Regions from separate parts of the Mus musculus genome. Here regions 2 and 3 are each linked to region 1. A link is a contact called in public Hi-C and HiChIP or PLAC-seq data. All regions are on one chromosome and are shown on one strand. Each heading gives the region's core, a stretch centred on a gene start, on an enhancer-like site or on the middle of the called end of the contact. The rest is flanking DNA. Distances are from core to core; before and after follow the strand shown.

The links. A called contact is a pair of places that touch in the nucleus more often than the background predicts. HiChIP or PLAC-seq counts read pairs in DNA pulled down with a chosen protein or histone mark.
Region 2: an H3K27ac HiChIP or PLAC-seq map of the NIH/3T3 cell line shows a contact between it and region 1, with 10 times the contacts expected there. The contact joins two enhancer-like sites. A contact is called at or near these places in 1 of 15 datasets of contacts at CTCF or cohesin (large pre-B cells), 1 of 484 Hi-C or Micro-C datasets (embryonic fibroblasts) and 4 of 115 datasets of contacts at active chromatin or transcription factors (the NIH/3T3 cell line, astrocytes, embryonic stem cells and 1 more).
Region 3: a Hi-C map of liver shows a contact between it and region 1, with 4 times the contacts expected there. The contact joins two enhancer-like sites. A contact is called at or near these places in 9 of 484 Hi-C or Micro-C datasets (adipose-derived mesenchymal stem cells, embryonic stem cells and liver), 1 of 115 datasets of contacts at active chromatin or transcription factors (embryonic stem cells) and 1 of 9 other capture datasets (embryonic stem cells).

What each region holds. Positions count from the first base shown.
Region 1 is chr12:35,415,324-35,420,405 of GRCm38.p6, forward strand. No RefSeq gene overlaps it. Among named protein-coding and RNA genes, the nearest start is that of Gm26071, 23 kb to the right of the region's middle. Within about 2 kb of position 2,883, at least 36 of the 459 cell types and tissues checked have an H3K27ac peak or open chromatin away from gene starts, as enhancers often do. A contact at or near this core is called in the NIH/3T3 cell line and liver, where this site is marked.
Region 2 is chr12:35,828,769-35,833,850 of GRCm38.p6, forward strand. No RefSeq gene overlaps it. Among named protein-coding and RNA genes, the nearest start is that of Gm40388, 85 kb to the left of the region's middle. Within about 2 kb of position 2,608, at least 38 of the 459 cell types and tissues checked have an H3K27ac peak or open chromatin away from gene starts, as enhancers often do. A contact at or near this core is called in the NIH/3T3 cell line, where this site is marked.
Region 3 is chr12:35,678,902-35,683,983 of GRCm38.p6, forward strand. All of the region lies in intron 3 of 9130015A21Rik (RIKEN cDNA 9130015A21 gene), which reads right to left. Among named protein-coding and RNA genes, the nearest start is that of 9130015A21Rik, 14 kb to the right of the region's middle. Within about 2 kb of position 3,005, at least 15 of the 459 cell types and tissues checked have an H3K27ac peak or open chromatin away from gene starts, as enhancers often do. A contact at or near this core is called in liver, where this site is marked.

The sequences.
Region 1 (5,082 bases), core at 1,633-4,132:
CAGTTTTAGAAGGTTCTAGTTTTATACTTAGGAACACATATACATACGCATATAGTAACAATTTAAGAAGAAGAAGAAGAAGAAGAAGAAGAAGAAGAAGAAGAAGAAGAAGAAGAAGAAGAAGAAGAAGAAGAAGAAGAAGAAGAAGAAGAAGAAGAAGAAGCCATGAATTTGAAAGAGAGCAAGATCTGAGTACATGAGATGGTTTGTAAAGAGCCAGCCTGCCTCCACTTTAGGCTTAAAAGCCATCTTTTAGGAAAGACAAACTAGGTTCATGATTAAAAAATCTTTATAATTAAATCTGTTTCTCAAGAATTTGGCTATGCCCCACCTGTAACCATAACTAACTAAGGTTCTGTACTGCCTTTTCCAGGAATGACAATAATGTCTTTGTTTCAAAAAAGTTGTTTATACATTTTGTGTCCCTACTTTTGCTTCAAATGTTATATGACCACAAATGAATATCTTGTTATACCTCCCTCCCTTTGTTTCAGGAGAAACTGACTTGCTATTTTTATGTTCTTCTTTTATGACAATGCCAAAACCCTATTTAGAAATCCACTACCCCTGAGCTCTACAAAAGTCTTGTCTTTCTCGCATCCAATGCTGATCTCTTGAACCCCATCATAGGAGGAGGTAGTCTATGTTCATGAATTGAAAAGCTTGCCTTAGTTAATTGCTTGCTTTAATTAATTTAGCCATGGTGATTTGGGCCAGTGAGGTGTCTCTTCCCATCTTTTGGATTAACATTTGGAGGGAGGACAGGAAAGAAGGAAATAATATAATTATATTGACGACCAAAATTTTTAAAACTTATTTTTATTTTTTTAGAAGAAAGCATTCGTAGACAACATATAAATGGCCACAAGTATATTTAAAAAAACTTTTAAAATTGAACAGATCTATAACTGAGCAATGATACTGAAGCGGTAATAGTCCAAGAAAGAAAGTATGAGGACTAGATGGGCTTGCTGCTGAATTTTCTCTTGAATGAACTAATACCAGTGGGCTAGGTAGATGGAGGGGTGGCTAAAGCCCTTGTGCTATAAACAATTGTACTAAAGGTAGGAACCCAAGCAGCCACAAGTTAGGACAGGTGGGTAAACAGGGTGGACTGCATACCACCATCCCAGCACTGATGAGACAGAACCCACCTCCCAGTCTCTTAAGGAGTTATCATATTCCTGAAAAAAAAAGCCATATTTGTTCCACAAAGTCCAAGTAGATGTTATTAACACCACACTGTGTTCTGTCACTCAGATAGCCTAGCCATAAATAAAAGATAATTCTCACAAATGCACAAATGACTAGGACTCTCTGGGAAGTCATTAAGGCAAAAAAACCGAGGGTAAATTAAGACAGACAAGAAACCAGCTGGAAGAAATTAAATAGGCAAAGCAGGCCAGTCAGCTTGTGTTTGGGACATTGAAACACAGCTTGAGGCATTGCACATTTACACTAAGCAAGATCTATAACCTTTGTCAGGCTTTGAACTGAACTGACGACATGACTTATTTAAGAAGCGTTAGTAACTGGGAACGTGTTGAACTAGGAATGTCAAGACCAATACTGAAGATGTTTTCTTACACCAAAGACTTTGTATTGTGAAGATTGCTAGTCAGTGGCACACGGTCCTGGATCTGGGTAGAATTCTAAGTGATCTGAAGGATGGGTGATTGACTGTATCCCCAGAGTAGTTTAAAAAGACAGAATCCTTGTAAAAAGAAAAATGTTGCACGTGTTGTCTGGAGTAAATGTAAAGCTGGCAAGAGGTGGGCAGGCCTTCAATGACACATTTATTCCTGGGACAGAAACATGGGGTTCAGTGTCCTTGAGTCCCTACAGCATGCATCTGTGAATACTGGACAACTCAAACACAAAACCACAGCACCACCTAGAATACACTGGGAAACACAAGAGTCACCCATCTTTCCCAAAGAGCTTCCTTTGATGTTGTGGATAGATTTCAATGATGCCATATCATTCCATGTTGAAGGTTCATTATTCCCCAATATAATCAAACTGTGGTTGTCCTCTTTATTGTCAAAGTGTGTTAAGTTGAGAAATAAGAAGAACCATCACAGGTAGCAAAAGAATAGGAATTCACAGAAATAAGAGCCAGAAGTCATAAGGTGAATTTGTGAGTTTGGTGAGATATTAAGTATATTTTAATTCCTTAATATTTATATAAAGAGCATTTCAGGTTTCAATATTAAACAAACTATCCAAATTTCAAAAAAAGAAACAAAGCAAATGACTGAAGATTTGCTTTCAATGATTAGTGCTAGGAAACAATAGAAAACTAAAAATAACTACATCTAAGCACTTAAATTTACAATTTACCTAGTTACACTTACACAAAGAAGGAAAAGTACACCAGACATAGGATTAAAGAAACATATATCTAAACTTTTAAAATTTATTTTTTAAAAAGAGAAGTGGATCACATGTTCAGGAAATTATTTATAAAGATTCAAGATGGACAAATAAGACACCTAGCACTCACCTCTTCTTTCCCCAAAGAACCAAAATAATAGACACACATGTGGTTGTGTTTTTGAGGTTAGTGACCAGAGGGGAACACAGTAAACAAGACAGAGCCTAGACTATTGCAAGACTTAGAAAACTTAGCCTATTAGTGATAACACCACAGACAGAGAAACAAAAATTCCCTAGGACTGCCATCACGGTTCCAAAGCCAGGGGACGGTGAATTTCCTTCTCAAAGGTCAGGGTGAAAGAGAAAGTTCCAGAAAACACCACCAGTGAGGAAACTGGAAACTTTCACAATAGTTTTAGACTTTCAGTAAATTAGGCAACCTCAGTCGACTCAGTGCATTTGGGAAAGTATCTTACATCATCTCCCAGTTATGTGCAGGCTACGAACCAAGAGTTTTCCTGAGAAGTTGAGTTGTTGTTTGACCTTGGGCTCCTCCCAGAAGTTAGAAATATCTGCCTGTTCTCATCTTTGGGACTCCAAAGTTGGCACTGGCTCAGAGGACAGGTTTCTCAAAAACCCATCAATGTGATTGTAAACCAAACCCACTAGATTCACCACACTGGATGTGGAATGGCTATTGAAGTATGTAGGGGAACAGAATTGCTACCCTTGAGATTGGATGAGGCCAGAGCATTTGTCCTCTGAACTACAAGTAGACATGATCCAGGGTCAGACCAAAGGCAGCCACTCACAGTATTCTCCTGAGCCATTGCTCAGGTACCTGCTGCTCAGAAGCTTGAAAGGAATATGGTTTCTAGTGCTACCACACCTAATGTAGCATGCTGAGGCAACTGTGAGAAACTGGCTGCTTCTAGGCATCATCCTGCTCTGCTGCCTAGCTTCTGCTTATACAATGCAGAGGCAAGGGTATGTAAACCCCCAACTGACATCAGTCTTAGCTACTTTTCATGTGAAGAGACACCATGATCAAGAAAACTTATAGAAGATAGCATTTAGTTGGGTGTTGCAGGAAATATTAAAATCCAACCTGCTCATTCACACTTGTGCCAGCAACTCTGTCCTAGTGGCAGCCTGGCTGGCCATGCACTGGCCGGCAATGGCTGACCTGTTTTTATCTCATGGCAACTCTGACTCAGAGCTCCACAATCTCTCCACCCAGCTCACTAGGTACCAACTGGCAGGTTGTTACCACACTAGCCCCGCTTCAAAAACCTCAGGCAATCCCATGTTTTGCCACCATACCTTTCTCTTTTGAACCCAGGAAAGCAACCACATGAAGGAAAATGCAATACAGACTTAGTTTAAAAACAACAGTAACTCAATTGTTGGGCACAACAACTAAAATCTTAATATTGTAAGCCTTGTTAAATCTAAATCCTCCTGGTGTCGAAACCTGACAGATCCACCATTGAAACTGGGAGACACTTGTAATTACATCTTGTCCTCCCGCTATCCCCATCCAAAAGGGCCTAACTCTTTCCTGCTTCCTCTCTTCTTCCATTCATTCTGGAAGTCCCGCATACTTATCCAGTGATTGGCTCCTTTATTCATTAGGGGATTGGTTCACAAAAAGTCACTTGAGTAGTGACTAACTCCTTGTCTGCAACCCCTCCCAGGAGAGGGGAATTAGCATAAAAATACAATTAGCATCAGGCCATTCCACAACAATTGGGTACCTGCTTAGTTTCAGAGGGTTAGGCCATGATTAACATGGCAGGAAGCAGTGTGGTGGCAAGCAGTCAGACAGGCAGATAAGGCTCTGAAACAGTAACTGAGAGTTTCTGAAAGATAGGGGATGAATAGAAGAAGAGAGGGAGGAGAAGGGACTGAGATGATGTAGGCTTTTGTAACCTCAAAGCCCTCCCCTAGTAACATATCTTCTCCAACAAGCCTCCACTCCCTAATCCTTACTAAACAGTTCCATCAGCTGGGAATCAAACAAGCAAATATATGATCCTCTGAGAGCCATTCTTATTCAAACCACTACACCATCCTCTCCCCAGACATACACTCCATTCGGTCCAAAAAGAATATTATAGTTCTGGTGGCTATAACATCTACATTGTCCTTCCTACTGTCCTGCACCAGTGCTCTGTTTGCTCATAGACAGTGTAACAGAAGTGGTGTTGTTATTCTTACCACTATCTATACTGAATGTAATCTCTGGGCTCTCACCATTGTCTGATCCTATGACATATACATAGGATTCCTCACTATTGCTGGAGCTGCTACGACCTGATGCTTTTACTAATAGGAAAGCTAGCATTAACAGAGTGTCAGAAAAACACCATTAACTGAAAGGGGGCTAAACCTAATGTGTAAATGTCCACCAAGTATCTGACACTCACTATTATATGCTTCACAATTGTCTGACCTGCTAGGGCATCCCCATTCATGTGTATATGTAGTGTTGTACATGTGTGAGCACATGGGTGTTGTCTATATATGGTGATGTAAGAGAACCTCTACCACTTTTCATCTTATTCTTTTGATACAAGGTCTCTTACTGACTCTGGAGGTCACTGTTTCAGCTAAGATATCTGGCCAGTGAGTTTTCAGGATATGACTGTCTACCCATACAAATGCTGAAGTTATAAGCACACACATGCTTGGCTTTGTCAG
Region 2 (5,082 bases), core at 1,358-3,857, 410 kb after region 1:
CCCATTAAAGCCCAGTACCTTTTATGGCTAACAAGCTTTCATAAGATAGGCAGGAATTTCTTTAGTCTTGCTTCACACTCTTTCTTCTGTTAAATATAATATAAACTCATTGTCTTAGAATTACATTATCTGTGAGGATGTTTTTATAATGATGTCTCCATCTACCTACCAAGCCAGCTGTGTGTGTGTGTGTGTGTGTGTGTGTGTGTGTGTGTGTGTGTGTGTGTAATTTCACAGAAGGAGAAGCCAGGAAGGGAGGAAGCAAGGAAAAGAGAAAACAGTGGGGAGAGAGAAAGAGAAAAGGGAGGCAAACAGCAGAGGAAGGGGGAGGAGCAGAGAGGACAGGACAGCACAGGACAGAATAGGACAAGACATGAGGAGAAATACTTGCCTGACGTTAATAATGGGGGTTTGACAGTAGTAGGTTCAGGTGAATATCTTCACTTCTTTATCTGCATCCTAAAGTTTCTCAATGTCTCGTGAACAAGATGTAGAGAACCCTTTGGTTTTGTAATTAAGGATAATTGTTCGTAATTCATAACACTTCATATTATTTCTAGAATATTTCTTCATACTACTTTACTATTTCCAAACTTCTCATAATATAGCTGTTTCTCTTTGGAAAAAAATGAAAGTAGTTTTAAAAAATCTTGCAAAGGCATTCAAGTCTTTGGGGACCTCTTGGAAAGTATGTCTCCAAATCTCTAGCTGGAGGAAGAAGTGTGAAATGTAAGTTTGTGAGAAGCAGCCACTTAGCCTTCTGATGACCCACACTTGCCAGGCTAGAAATTGTGGGTGCCCTTAGCCCACAATTTCCAATGCACTCAAATAACATTTGGAAGCACATCCTTGGTTGTGTCCCTTGCCTTCACTTAAGGCAGCCTCCAGAAAAAGAAACAGAGGCCTACTTCCTAATTTCTTTTGACCTGCCCTCCCCAAAAGACACCCTACATGTGTGGTGACTTAATCTCAAAGAGACTGATTAACTGCATAAAACCTATTGCTATAGAATTCAGAAGGCAAAGACTCTGAACACTGTAGTAGAAATAGATAGTTTGACTAATGGAAATACCTTTACTGTTATACTGAGGTTTTGAGACAAGCAATAAATCAACCTAAGGGGCCAAAGAGATAGCTCAGCAGTTAAGAGCAAACTGTGCTTGCAGGGGACCAGAGTTAAGAATCCAATGCTTCCTGACTCTCAGAGCATTTGCATTTACGTGGACACACCCAGACAGATACACTCATAGCTAAAAGTAATAAAAACATGTTTTTGAAAAGAAAGAAAAAGCTCAGGATTCAAAAAAGGGGGGAAGAAAATCGAGATAGAAACATGCACAAGGGAGCAAGAGGAGGAACCTCAAGAGAAGTGGGCAGAAGAGCAGCTGTCCTAATTGCATGAGAGAGTTTTTATTCCTTCTAAAATATATTTCATTAATGCTACTAATGAAAGGAAGAAGAGAAGAAGCTTAAGTTGAGATCTGTGTTTGGTTCATTCTAAATATTTTAACATTTGACCAACTTTGCAGAATTCAAAGAGATTAATAGTGAGGAAAATATACAAGTTATAATGGGAAGTGGGGGGGAGGTATCCATGTGTATTTTATTTATTAGGTAGTATTATAAAAATTTGGAAAGAGAAGCAAACACCTGTCTTGATTCTGTGCTGATGAAACTATGTCTTCAGTTATGGCAGCATGAACTGTTGACCAATGACCAAACTCTACACAGAAGAAACAGGAAACATGAGACTTACCAGAATCCACAGTAGATTCTCTCTCTCTCTCTCTCTCTCTCTCTCTCTCTCTCTCTCATACTTGTCTGATTCCTATAATGTAAAGATCTAAATTGAAAAGCATAATAATAATTGATTCCTTAAACATCTCGTTAAGCGCTATAAAAGAATACTCAGTGTCTAAACAGCTGTTAGAGGTGTGGCTGTCCACATAGGCATGGGGGGGGGAACATTTTGACTTCTTTAAAAATAAAAGTTTGATATCGGTGTATAAGAAAATCATGTGCTGATAGGAATGTTCTGGAACAATGTCCGATTTGTTTTAAAGTGGTTGAGTATTCCAGTACACATTTGTGCTGTTAAATTCTTAACTCCAGTGTGTTTCTAGAGGGTGTGAGGGTTCCTCTCTTTTCTCTAGTCTTAACAAGTAAATAGGATCTTGTTCTGTTTAGGAAAGTAGCCTGCTTTGTCCCTTGTAAATTCCAGGAAATCCAATTTGGGGCCAAGTCTCAAAGGAGAAGTCTATCCATTTGTAAAAAGCTTTGCTGTGTGTATGTCCCTGATAAAGAGTCTGATTGACTCCATTGCTCTTTGAACATTTTGTTTATCCACCTAATTATCTTGGGAAAGCTGATATATGCTTACTAAGTTAAAAATAAGGAATTATACAGTAGAGCCAACCAGTAAAGCAGGCACACGCTGAAAAGTCACAGGAGTTAGCACAACTCATCTTCTTTTGATAGAATATCCTATTCGGGACTAAAGAGCTGAAAAATAACTGCTTTTCATAGAGGAAAGGGTACCTCACTGACCACGCTGTTAACATGATTTGTTTTATGAGCCATACGATCATGTCAGGTCTGTATAAATCACTGTAATTAAATTCCAATAAGCACTCATGTACGTAACCACATTTATGAGCTCATTTTTCTCTCTGAGTTTCTCACCACTTGGTTTTTTTCAGGTACTTGAAGTCCAGACTTGCTGCAGCATAGTGCCCTCTTCTGGTCAAACTGAAACACTGAATTACAAGAAAGGGACTTGGGAAAGAAGGCAAGCTGGAAAGGGAGAGAGGCTAAGGGGATGGTCAAGGAAAGAGAACGAAGGTAAAAGTGACAGTTAACACGCTAATCTGGGACACATATCCAACCACTGCCTTTGTCACATTTTAGAACTAAAGTTATATTTAGTAAACTGAGTTTGTTTCCGTTGTAAAATAAATTAGGTTTGAAAGATCAAGAACTAACTGAATTGCTATTCAACGTGTTCTAAAGTTGATATATGCCATTTACTGTTTTATCATGTTCAAAGAGAAACATGTCAACTAGTCGTTCTCTTATCCTAGAGTAGCCAAAGTGGCCCTGAGGCCATGAGTCTCTCACTCTAGTGGACATCAAGGGCTCCCTCTGAAACACGACCTAAGCACCATGCTAAGATTCTGAGTTACTGTGATCCCAGATTTAAGATTCTCAAGTGTCTTACCTATCTTTGAGGACAATTATGAATTTCTCTATTTCTCTCAGTCAGAACACAATGGTCACTGTGTAGCCCAACAAGTCCCTGTAAACCTTGACTAGATACTGTGCATGCTAATCAACTACTGTCCGTCCTGACTAGCCACTGTGCACCCAGACTAGACATTGTGCACCCAGATTAGACACTATGCATCCAGACCCTGCCATTGTACACCCAAACTAGACATTATACACCCAGACCAACCACTGTGCACCCTGACTACATCCTATGCACCCAGACCCAGGTACTGTGCATGCAGACCCAGCCATTTTCCACCCAGACCAGACACTGCACCCAGACTAGACACTGCTCCCAACCCCAAGCCCTGTGCACTCAGAACCAGTCTTTGAGCACCCTGCCCAGCCATTGTGCATACCCTGACTAGCCTCAGTCCTCTGCAAGTGCTTCCCCCAGCAGGCGTGTGAACAGCATTATCAACAACAGCCACAGTTAACTGGTTTTCCCTGAATATTTCCTATACAATAGGGACTTTGTTCCAGTTTCTTTATATTTCCATAGCCCTTACACAGTTGTAGCTTTGAAAATGCATCTCTTCTTTCTTTATTACAAATTCTGTGTAGGGTGAAACAGAACAGAACATATATACACCTACCACGAGTGGCAAGTGTAAAATTCCTCCTCCTTTCCTTTGCCATGTAAATTAAATAATAATTAACTTTAGATTAATTAGATCAGGGTCCTTACTAATCTTGGAGAACTGGTTGCCTTCAGAGTTGTTCAAAGATCACGTTCTGGGGAACAGAGAAATTACTAACTGATGTTAACTTCCTTCCAAATATTATAAACATGCCGTTCCTCATACTCCTCTCAAACTAATTGATCCATGTCCCATTCTGCTGTTCCCTTTCCCAGAAGTGCAGTCATGTTCTGATCCATTTTCTCTGGGTTGTTTATGGACTGAGATGAGGAAAAGAAGCAGAGAAATCTTGAGATTAGTTCTCCTGGAGTCTAATCCTTTCCTGGGATGTCTACTCAGAGCTCAGCCTCTTTCAGCAGCACTAGTAAGCAGACACTGGAAGGCTTTGCTTAAGAATGCTTTCACCCCACCTGCTCTATAACTCTTTTGCCACCTATGAGGTCATCTACTCCCTATCCTCCCTCCCCCTGTATGTGGGGGTGGGAAAGATCTGCAATGCCCCTGGCAACAGTCTCAGTAAAAGAGTTTGGTTGAGTTGTTTACTATCCTTGAAGCAACACTAGACAGGAGATGAAAACAGAAGAGGTGAACTGGAGTCATGCACCCAACATTAGAAAAGAAAAGGCAACGTTCTAGACAAATCACATGGCTTGGGAACAGGGCAAGGACCTAGCAGGAAAGAAAATTGCTTACTAAATGCTCCCTCTTGAAAACTTACAGGAGAAGATTTTTCAAGAAGTAAAAGATTCATAACCCTATGATTCAAGAATCTGGAAGTGAGTGTGACTCATTCTGGTTGCAAGGCAGAGAAAAGGCTGTTCTGACTGAGTAACTAGCAATCTCTAGAGAGGAGCAGGGAAATGAGGAAGCTGAAGAATGCTCTGTGGATACACAGACCACAGGAACAAAAACAAACAGAAAAGTAGGCTAACAAGACTAATTTCCAGATGAAACATCTCTACATTTTTATAGTCAGTAGAGCGGCTTTATTCGTAGTTTTTGCAGCAAAAACAATGGTCAAAAACAGGAGATTTATTCCTTAGGGCAAATACAAGACCAAAGGATATAAGGAAAGAATGCCTGTGGGCTGGGGCTATAGCTCGGTGAGTAGAATGTTTGCCTGGAATGCACAACACCCTGAGCTTGATCCCCTTTAATCCCAGCACTTGAGAGG
Region 3 (5,082 bases), core at 1,755-4,254, 260 kb after region 1:
AAGAGAAACAAAAATCAAAACAATTACAAGATAGACAAAAAAAAACAAAACAAAAAAACCTGAAAGTGAATCATGAAAGAAACCATCGAAATGCCTTTAAGTGCATAAAAACATGTTTTAATAGTTGTCAGATACCTATAAATTCAAACTGAAACAATATTCTGTACTCTCATCATTACAATAAAAATTTTAAAGATAATACATTATAAGTATGCAAGAGGTAAGAGTCAAATGAAACTTCTGTTGCTTAGCAGAGAAAAAGCTGAAGTTAAGCCAACAAGTTGGATCAGCGTGCAAAGGAACTTGCTGCCAAGTCTAACCACTGAGGTCAATCTCTGGGGCCCACATAATAGAAGGAGAGAACTGCTTTCCATAAATTATCCTCTGAGGGATGAACCGCCCCCTCCCCCCACATAATACACACTCACAACTATAATAAATGATAAATAGATAATGCTAAGAACACATATCCAAGAGTCATGCTATAACATGTACCTGACAGAAAGATGTGCATGTTTAACAAAAACAAGAACAATTTCCAAGGCAAGAAGTCCCCAAATGCCTAAGTAGCATAGTCTATGGATAGAGAGAGAGATCGAGAGAAGAGGGAGAAGGAGAGGGGGATGAGAACAGAGACAGACAGAGAGAGGAGAGAGAGAGGAGAGGGAGAGGGAGAGGGAGAGAGACAGGGAAAGACAGAGACGAGAGAGACAGATAGATGATATAGATGTGCCAAGTTGCTACAGAATAACCAGAATATACGAATTATAACTATAAGGGCAACACACCCAGATTCTACACACATCTGTCATGAGAAAGAATCAAACTCAACATAGTACTTTGCCTGTCTTTTCAATTCTGTTGGTTCCGTGTGCCTATTTACATGGTTTTCAATTTGTGAATTACTAACCTTGGGACTAACTCTAGACTTAATGGCTAGAGGTGTGAAAACTCTCCTGGGAATAGATGACAGTCTGTTTCCATGCAACTAGATATGTGTCATTATTTTGTGTGTGGGAAGGTGATCAAGTTATACACATATGATTTGTGTATTTTTTTCAGGATGTATTTCATACTCCAGCAACAAGTTAGCTGAAAAGAACCGTATCCAAATGATTCTATATATTCACAGTCATAATCATTTACAGCTGGGTATTCCTGTTGCGAAATCCTTTGGGAATATCCCAACTCCTTGCTGATAGAATTCTTTCTGACCAAATATACCACAGTGAAAGTAAAATACCACTCCACACATGAATTCAGTATAACTGAGGGAAAAGTGACTGCATGTTGTGGTTGAGACTGAATCTCGTTTCTTATCTAAAGCCTTACAGTTGATTGGCAGTGTAAGTTTCCATGTGGAAAACTGTTAAGTTCCCAATCGTGTCTAGGGCAGCATGTGGCACTGAGATTACAGCATTCACCATCTCTGCTCTCCGACAAGGTCTATGCTCTTGCCTAAGTATTTCCTCACTGGATTTTTCTTTTACCATGTGTGTGTTTACATTACATGGGTGTATATGTGTGTGTGTGTGTGTGTGTGTGTGTGTGTGTGTGTGTGTTCATGTTCATATGCTTGTGGAGCCCAAAGGTCAATGTCAAATGAACTCTTCACTTGCTTTCCACTTTATTTTTTTGAGACAGGGCCTTTAACTAAACTAGGAGCCCATTAATTTGGCAAGACCAACTTGCCAGCAAGCTCTAAGGATCTTCCTGTCTGTACAGAACCACTCTGGGCTTTTTATAAAGGTGCTGAAGATGTAAAGTCCGGTCTCATGTCTGTGCAGCTAATGTTCTACAGGCTGATCTATCTCCCAAAACCACTTAGTTAATCTTTCAATGCCTATTTCTTCATTTCCTCAGAACCTTAGATGTTACATGAATAGCCTTTAATATTATGGACAAACATATTATTGGGAGCTATGTATTAAAAAGTTAAAAGCAAAAGTAGTTCTTCTTCAGCTCAATTTAAGTGAAAATAATATAAGAATATCTGGCCAACCTTCTAGTTAAAAGAAACCATCCAAATCTTATTACTTAGAGTTAATGTTAGCTCACCATTTCAAGTTGACCATACTGTGATGGAGGAAAAACTGGATGAGGATCAGCAGAACAGGAATGGAGCATTATATTAGTCCAGGGAATCCAAGCTGGCTTTCTCCTAGCCTTACTGCAGTTAAACACAGCTCATTTAAGCAGACCAGCAATGTTATCCTGAAAACTGAAATCTTCCGTTGCATGTCATTACTCAGCTCCAATTAAATCCACATTGAGGCTTGCACCTTTTATAACCTCTTGACAAAACAGACTAATTCCAAGAATTTCAATTATAAATTTAATTTCAAATTTCAGAATTTTATGAAAAGGTTTCCATTACCATAGCTGATAGTCTCTAGTTATCTGGGGGGGGGGGGGTGACCAGTTAGAAAAAGACAATGGCATGCTTTCATGATAATCACGGGATGAATCAATTTTAAAAACCTCTATGAACACATCTGAAATCATCATAAAATCGATTCTAGGTGTTTTGTAGTTGTAGAGTGTTCTAAACGATGAAGAAAAAAGGAGTAACTTACAACTGTTTATGATAACACACCATAGAGCATTTTTTCCTGTGATACTAAAGACAGATGTATGAAGTACTTCAATAAATTTTAAAGTGAGTCCATATACAAATAGAACCTTTTTTACGTTTAAATAGAACCCTTTAAAATTTGTGCCTAAAAACTTAACAAAGGACAGAACCACTCCATCTAAGAATTGGCCCTATTGCTTGAGGCAGCCATTACTTCTACATTTATTCCAAACAATAGCACCCTTCACACTGGTGTAAGAATGAGAAAATTGCAACCAGTATCCACAGTGGGCACACCCACAGTCACAGGTAGTCATGTTGATATAAAGCAATAGCAGTGCACAGGTCAATTGCTCTGGGGGAATGGTTCCCAGACTGCAGAAAAGCCTCTTACAGCTTCTTCAAACCAGTAGCATCAACAGACATCTGACTTGAGGCTTGCATGCCCTCAGGACCTTTCCAAAGAATTACACCCACACCTCTTGGCTGGCCCCCCACAACAGCTTGTTTACTGAAACCTCTGGCCTCTGCCCAAAGCATCAGGAATTCCAGGAGGCCTCAAAGCAGATTAGCTTACAGGTATTCAATGCTTGTGTCATCATCACCCCATTTGGCACTTATGGGAAATGACAGTGTCCATTAAAGGGAGCTACAAAGAAGAAAATGAGCAGGCCTGATGTTTATCTTCTTCAGTTGTAATTCAGGACAATCATATGATCAAATTGTACCTTTCCTTGAACAACTTTGGTCTACTATTGCATCAATAGAAGCCTTTGATCTAATGACACCATGAATTACCACATTGTTATTTTACTAGATGCTAGTACTCAACTTTTCCACCCTGAATAACCACAGAGGAGTAAAATGGGTATCATTCACAATGCATTGACAGTAGTACATTTCCCATATAGAAAGGTTTAAAGGGTCAACCAGGTAAAGAAATATTTATACATGCATGAATGTACAAATATAAAATTTCTGCTTTGTTTGCAGACAGGAGCCTAACATAACTGTCCTTTGAGAGACGTCATCCAACGGTTGATAGAAACAGATGCAGAGACCACAGCCAAACAGTAAGTGGAGCTCTGAAAGCCTTTTGGAAGAGTGCTGGGATGGAATTCTGGAGCCGGATGTGTCAAGGACACCACCACACGAAGAACTACAGAGTAAACTAACCTGGCCCCACAGGGGCACACGGTGAGAAAACCACCAACCAAAGGGTATGCATAGGCTGGACCAAGGTCCATTACACATATATAGCAGATGTGCAGTTTGTTCTTCATGTGAGTCTCCTAACAATTGGAGCTGGGGTTGTTTCTAACTCAGTTGTGTACCTTTGGGTCCTCTTCCCAGAGCTGGGGTGCCTTGTCTGGTCCCAGTGCTTAGTCCTTCTGTGAGTTAATGTATCAAGGTGGATTGGAACCCATGGGGGAGGCCTCCCTTTCTCTGATGGGAATATGTGGGAACTGAGTCAGGGTTACTAATGCTTTTCAACCCTTTAATTCAGTTCTTTATGCTGTGGTAACCCTCAACCATAAAAGTATTTTCGCTGCTACTTCATAGCTGTAATTTTGCTACTGTTATGAATTGTAATGTAAATATCTGTGTTTTCTGATGGTTTGGAGTAACACCTATGAGAGAGTGGTTAGACTCCAAACCAGTTACAACCCACAGGTTGAGAACCACTGGACTTATGGGTACCAAGATGGCTGGCTGGCATAGGATGGAGTTTCTTTAGCCATCACAGCAGTCCCAATGTCTGTCTATCACTCAATCTCTCTACCTCCTCCTTATTCCCCTCCTAATCACTATAAGAAAACAAACAAACAAACAAACAAACAATATAACCTTATAATTTATATGCTGAGGAAAATAAAATCTTGCTAGGTTGAGGCTCACTCTATCGGAAGGAAATCATGTCTGGTACTGTAAATCTGGTGAAAACCCTGTGGCTATGGAGGTCATAGGAACAAGGGAATCTTAGCTAGGAACTTCTCACTATTGATTTGTTAAATAACTGCCTTCTAAATAACTAATCAGTTAAATAACTAATCCGTAGATTAGTGTTGCCCTCAGTCTTGTTCGTAGAAACTTTAAAACACATTTAAATATCTCTATTGATATGTTTAATTATGGCATGTGTGTGCTGTCAGAGGCCAGAGGAGAGTATCAAGTCCCCTGAAACTGAAATTACAGGCAGTAGTGAGCTGCCTGGTATGGATGCTGGGAACCAGTCACTGAGACACGTTTCCAGAGACACCTATCAGTTTCTGTAGGCAGAAACTAAAATAAAGATTCATAACTGGTCAAGTTGCTGAGACTGCATGATAGTAGAGTGCTTGCCACTAAAAGAGACATCTGTACTACCCTCTTCCCTAAGGGTCAATGAACAGAAGAGAAGGTCAAAAGACAGGAGCCAGAGGATGGGGAGCCAAAAAGACAGTCTAGACATGATTCACCCATTGCATTACTTCTGCTGGCAATAGAGGAGTGTTCTCCTTTCTCTA